Regions from separate parts of the Mus musculus genome. Here region 1 is linked to region 2. Evidence: chromatin contacts called from public Hi-C data. All regions are on one chromosome and are shown on one strand. The core of a region is the stretch at or near the end of the contact, and the rest is flanking DNA. Distances in the headings are between cores, read along the strand shown.

Region 1 (2,954 bases), core at 5-2,504, 130 kb before region 2:
CCTCAGGGGTTTTGTATTATACAAAGGAAAGGAGAACTTTTTCATCCCTAAGACCTGTTAATCAAAACTTTCATTTGGTTTAGTTAACATCTCTTATATAGACAGTGCTGCGCAGCACTTCACACCCACTAGTAAAGGCTGAACGTTACATTTGCATATAGTGCGATGTAGCATACAGAGCTTTTGGGATCATTGTGGTTAACTGGGACCAACCATTATTTTACATATTGTGATGGGTACTTTTAACCGTCAACTTTATATAATGTAGACTCATGGAGGAGGGTTCCAGGAGTCACAATGAGAATTTATCTAGATCACTTTCATCTGTGACACTGTCTATGGAGAATATTTTAACTGGTGTGGAAAGCTCCAGCCTGATATGGGGTTGTGCCATTTCCTAGTTCAGGGTCCCGGACTGTGTAAAGGTAAGAAAGCTACCCAAGCACTAAGTATGCTTTTGTTCATTTCTCTTTGTGCTCCTGACTGTGGATGTCATGTGACCAGGTGTTTTAAATTCCCACTGTCTGGATTTCCTTGCTAAGATGGACTGAACCCTGGGATTCTCAGCTAAGATAAAACCTTTCTCCCCTAACTTGTTTGCCACAAGCAAAGAGCTCAGAAAAGAAACTATGACACATTTTCAAACATGTAACCCTCTTATTTCATTTTTGCTACATAGCAAACATTTCAAATTCGGGTTTATAGGGAAATACTTTTCCTCCATCATGGATCTATGCTGCAAGCTTTGAATGTGGAGTGTAGGCTCATGCGTTTGAACAGTTGCTCTCCAGCTCTGTTTGGGAAGGTTATGGAGGTGGAGTCTTGGAGGAGGAAGTGTGTCACTGAGAACTGGCTTTGGGATTTTACAGCCTCTCTTCCGTCTCAGCTTCCTGGCCATGCAATGTGGCAGGTGACCTACTGGTCCACCTGCCGTGCCTTCCCCGTCATGACCGACTGTATTCTCTCTGGAACTGTGAGGAGAATAAACCCTTTCTCCCTAAACTTGCTTCTGTCAAGGTATCTTACCACAGCAACAGAAAAGCGACTAAGACATACAGGCTGTTAGCTGAGCTTCAATTTGTTGGCCATGGCTCCAGCCTACGGGTTTCTTTCTGCTCAACCAGCCCCGTGCAGCATGTGCTTCTTACAGAAGAGAACAAAAATGTTAGCTGGCAGACCAATCCACAAAAGCATGTTTAGAGCTCTGCCAAAAAGGCATTGGCCAATCAGTCACCCTGCCAAGCTCAACAACACAGCTGGCGTAGATATTCATTCATATTGGAAGGATCGGCAAAGCCACGCGGAGGACTCTGGGCCTGTGACTATTAAGAAGTAAATAAAAAATTGAGGACAATCATCTCGTGTATCCCAATCTATAGAGCAACTCTGAACATTGCCTGTGGATAACTCACCATCATACTCATTCCCTACTGTATTAGAAATGTCACATTTTAGGGGAGGAGACTGGAGACAACACCGCTTAGTGTCTCTTGTCAACAGAGCATTGGGTAAAGACTAATGATACGCAAAGCAGAAAACTAGGAGGAAAGCGTTACTCTCCTCAGAGGTGACAGTTGTGGGTGCTGTACAGATTAACCTCAAAGCCTTTTCTCTAGTCAGGATCATGCAACCATTTGCCCTGCCTTCTTGTCTTGCTTAGTTTAGGTTATACCAAAAGAAAAGCCACGGACAGGGATGTGGATGCAGAGAGTGGGCTCAGGAAGAGGTGGGTCTTCAGAAGTCTTAGCATCACTCTTGGGGAGCACTTACTGTCCTCAGCCCCAGCTCCAGGCTCAGGCTCTCTAAGGTAGAAAAGCCGAGAGACTTTCTTACTGTTTGGGATAAAGAGGGGGTGTGAAAAGATTACTGCTGGGAAGTATCGTGCAGTTGGTATTCTTCCCCCTCACCAAAGACACGTTACTGCCAGATCAAAATAGAGATTTGAGACTCTGATCTTGCAGCGCTCGATCCCCAGTCTGCTTCAGCATTTCTATCTCTGACATCTGAGTGGCGTGGCTGTGGCTATAACCAGTGTAATACCCCAGTTCCTTCCAAATGCTCCGGATTCACTCCAATCCCTCCTCAGCTCGGAGCAAATCAACACTTCTGTCAACTCACTCCGAAGCCTTCGAGAGTCTGCATTCATCTGGCAAAGCTCGCCATTCCTCATCCCGTTCTGCACTGTGGTCATTCCAGGAAGACATTGCTATTCCAGGAAGCCCTGAGCCAGGAACATTAACCTCGCTATTTCACACACATGCTAGATGTTTGGGGGGAACCAAAGGGATTCCATGTGATAACTGCTGAGTTCCAGGATTTAGATGCGTGTTTGGCAGTAACCCTGCCTAGGGAGCTGTTTGCCACATTAGCAGTTCAAACTCGGACATGCTGAGAGAAGAGGCCATGCACATACTTGGAACCTTTTGGGAAAATCCTCACCAGGCTAGGTTTGTACAGTATCCTAAAGGTCGTTAGAATTGGAGAGGTGGAGCTGCGCTGGGAAGCACTTCTGAGGACACATGCTTTGTGTGTGGCTCCTGTGATGTCAAGTAATACCAGTTTAAAATGTGATCCCTTCACCCCACCCAGTAATATAATTGCCAGTAAGTTAATTGCAGTATATAGGTCTAAAGGCCATGGTTGCAGAATGATAGACTGACTAATGCTCTTGAGGTTTCTTGGGCACACTGGCTATGAGTAACTCAAGTGTCTGAGTGGGAGCAGATCTGGAAAAGGAACCAAGTAGAAATAGTTGACCTTATAAAGGGGAAAAAATCTAACCGCTCTATGTGGGACAGCCAGCCTTAGTTTGGCTCATGCCTTTGGGTCCAAGCCATTGTGTCATATATCCAGGAATTTGCTTGGAGAATTGGAGTGGCATGGGGCTGGCCAGCTCCTAACTGGACACACATCTAGTAGGATCATGCCCCCCTTTCCTTCCGAGTGAAGGGAAA
Region 2 (3,169 bases), core at 186-2,685:
CTAGATCTGCATGTACACCTACATGCCAAAAGAGGGCATCAGAACTCATTATAGATGGTTGTGAACCACCATGTTGTTGCTGGGAATTGAACTTAGGACCTCTGGAAGATCAGACAGTGCTCTTAACTGCTGGGCCATCTCTTCAGCCTCAGAAATATTTGTATTCCTGTATCTTTATGCAGGGTATGTGTAGGAGTGTGCAGGCACGGAGGAGGCCAGAGGAAGACTTGAGTGTCCAGCTCTTGTTCATCACCTCATTCTTATGAGACAGGCTCTCTCATTGTACCTGACCCTAGGCTGACAGCCGTCCAGCCCACTCCTGTCTCTATCCTCCCTCCCCATACTGAGCTGGAGTGCAATGAAAAGATAACACAAGAAATTGGAAGAAAACTGGCTGGGGAAAGGGATAATTGGGTAATTGGCAAGAAAAGAATGGTGATGGATCTGATCCAAACATGTTTAATTCATGTATGAATATTAAATAAAATATTTTTGAGCCTAACAAGGCATAGTACTCAGGAGGTAGAGGCAGGTCAATCTCTGACTTTAAGGCCAGCCTGGTCTACAAAGTGAGTTCTAAGACAGTCAGAACCACCCAGAGAAACCCTGTCTTGAAAAAACAATGTAAAAATTAAAATCTTTTGCATACTACATGAAGAATAGTTAGACTATAGCTGTCTGGATTTATCAGTGGTTAAATTCATTTAATGATCATGTCATTCTCTGAATAGCCATTAAGTGACCTGGGTTTGAGGCATTTGCACATTTGTGTTTGTGATAGTGGGTTTGAACTGAGGGGATAGTCAGTGACCCGGCGAGTATGGTGTTCTACTTGCTTGCTTGCTGTGCATATATACGCATTTCAGAGAAAATAGATGGATGGAAGAACACTGGTGCTCTCTCTGTCCTTCGATGTGGCATATAGAGTTTGTACATGGCTAAACCTTTGGAATCTTAGAATTGATGCTGTTTGCATTCTTTTTAACCATGAAGGCATTGCAACTTGTTCCTTAAAGCACGGCCAGCTTCCCTGGCATGGGCAAAGCCATGGATGCGGGATGACTCAGAAGTCGCATAGAAACCCCAAGTCAGAGCTAACAGAGCTGCTGGGACGCTGGGCTGTGGTTTCTGGATTCTTCTAGGGCTTTCTACTCTGGATTCTTTCAGTGCTCTGAATTTCTGTTATTATTCCAAAGCAGCTTAAATAATATTTTAAAAATAGTTATTGTGCCAAAAGTAACAAACTTCCTCTGAGAGGAAGCTCCCCGAGTTGTTTCTGAGTACAACTCTCTCATAAGCAAATGTGAGCGATTGTCATCTTTCCTGCAGAGAGTGGGAGATTGGAGTCTCCAGCTTTGGCTGAACTCTGATCTGGATCCTCACCACCCAGAGCGTGACCCACCTAGGAGGGCCAAAGGCTTCCCTGGGAGATGTCAAGCCACACGGACTCTTAGACTGTGGCGCAGCCCACACAGCATTAGAAACCACAGCCTACCATGGATTCCAGGCGAGGTGATCGAACGAACGCTGTGAAGCTTTGGGGAGCCCATTTTTAGCCATGGGTCCCCAAGGCACGCATCAGCATTTCAAGGTGTCTCCTGGACCCCTCCCTGACACAGGTGCTTTGCTATGTGAAGTTGGTTCCGTGAGAGGTGTGAGCCTGGGAAGGAAAGAAAGAGTACAAGCTGCTCTTGATGAAGACTTTTTTTTTGACAGCAGTTTATACATAAACCAAAATTTCAGCCTTCTCTTTCCTAATCCCTGAAAAAGCAGCCTTCCCTTTCTCCTCTTTGCCAGATCCCTGGGGGCCAATATTTCATTCCTTCTCATTTCCTTTTCCGGATCTTAGGGCTGACATTTAGTGTGACTTTAAGAAACCCCAAAACCCCTGTTCCTAAGCTGTATTCCCTCTGGGACTGCACTTCCAACATTTCGTTCCTCATGAGACTTTGTCCTGGGCCCTCTGTGAAATCTGTAAAACAGAGGAGTTGAGGAAGTCAGAATCCAAGAACTTTTCCTTTCCAAAATGTTTTAATATAGGAAACGTGGTGTGTGTGTGTGTGTGTGTGTGTGTGTGTGTGTGTGTGTGAGAGAGAGAGAGAGAGAGAGAGAATAGCACATGGGTTGCCATGCCTATACATGTGTGTATAGAGGCCACAGAAGGATATCAGGGTCCTGCTTTGTCGTTTCCCATTTTATCCTTTTAATCCTCTCTTATCGATCTTGGAGCTCATTGAGTTCTTGTGGTTGTTTGTTTGTTGCTTTGTTAAGCTGACAGACTAGCAAACCTCTGCAATCCCCGAGTCTCTGCTTTCCAGAGCTGGGTCACAGGTGTGTGTTGCCACATCCAGCTTTTGTGTGGGCTTAAGGGGTCCAAAGGCAGGCCCTAATGCCTGCACCCCAAGTGCCCTTACCTACTACTGAGTCACGCATGGCCCCCAGATCCAACAGGAAGCTTTATCACAGCCTTTCTGGCATAGCTGAGGGATGGTTTGATGAAGGGAAGGGAAAAGAGTCATATAAGTAAGTTATGTAAAAGATAAGAGATTAGCCAAGGGTTACAATTTTGTTTTGGTGGGTGAAGAGAGTTGGTAATGTAGGTCCAGGGGCTGCAGGGAAGAAACCCAGAGAATCCTGCACACAGAGCAGACCATGAGCACAACACCAGCAACTATAGTGATTTCACAGTTGGGTCTGGAATGGGCTCTGCTCCCAGCACTCTCTACTTCTCTGTTTTGTTTGTTTGTTTTTAAGAGTTCATTTGTTATTTTTATGACTTCCCAGCAACTGAACTTACATAGATTTTATTTTGCAAACATGCCAATGGGTGAGGGGAGGTAGAGTTCTTTCTGGAGTTCTCATCCATTCCCCCACTTCCTAGTCTCCATGATGGCAAAAGGGCCGGAAGCTGGAGTAGAGATGAAAATACATATGCAGGCATATGGTTTATAAGATCTAGTGTGTGAGTTCCCCAATGACAGCAGTGGTGTCCTCGGCACACTCCAATGACAGGGGCAGTGTCTGCGAACACTGTTTACTAGGGAGTGTGGAGTCCTCATTCTCATATCTATTTTCAAGGCTGTGTTTGGAGTTGAGCATAAGATGACATACACTTCTCCGCATTGACATGTGTGCCCTGCAGGCAGTTAGAATATACAGAATGAAATAA

Evidence for each region. Hi-C and Micro-C count contacts between places; a contact is called where the count stands out from the background.
Region 1: a contact with region 2 is called in a Hi-C map of beige adipocytes, with 3 times the contacts expected there. The contact joins two enhancer-like sites. A contact is called at or near these places in 3 of 484 Hi-C or Micro-C datasets (beige adipocytes and liver).

What each region holds. Positions count from the first base shown.
Region 1 is chr13:30,523,386-30,526,339 of GRCm38.p6, reverse strand. No RefSeq gene overlaps it. Among named protein-coding and RNA genes, the nearest start is that of Uqcrfs1, 20 kb to the left of the region's middle. Within about 2 kb of position 1,254, at least 9 of the 459 cell types and tissues checked have an H3K27ac peak or open chromatin away from gene starts, as enhancers often do. A contact at or near this core is called in beige adipocytes, where this site is marked.
Region 2 is chr13:30,395,312-30,398,480 of GRCm38.p6, reverse strand. No RefSeq gene overlaps it. Among named protein-coding and RNA genes, the nearest start is that of Agtr1a, 61 kb to the right of the region's middle. Within about 2 kb of position 1,435, at least 6 of the 459 cell types and tissues checked have an H3K27ac peak or open chromatin away from gene starts, as enhancers often do. A contact at or near this core is called in beige adipocytes, where this site is marked.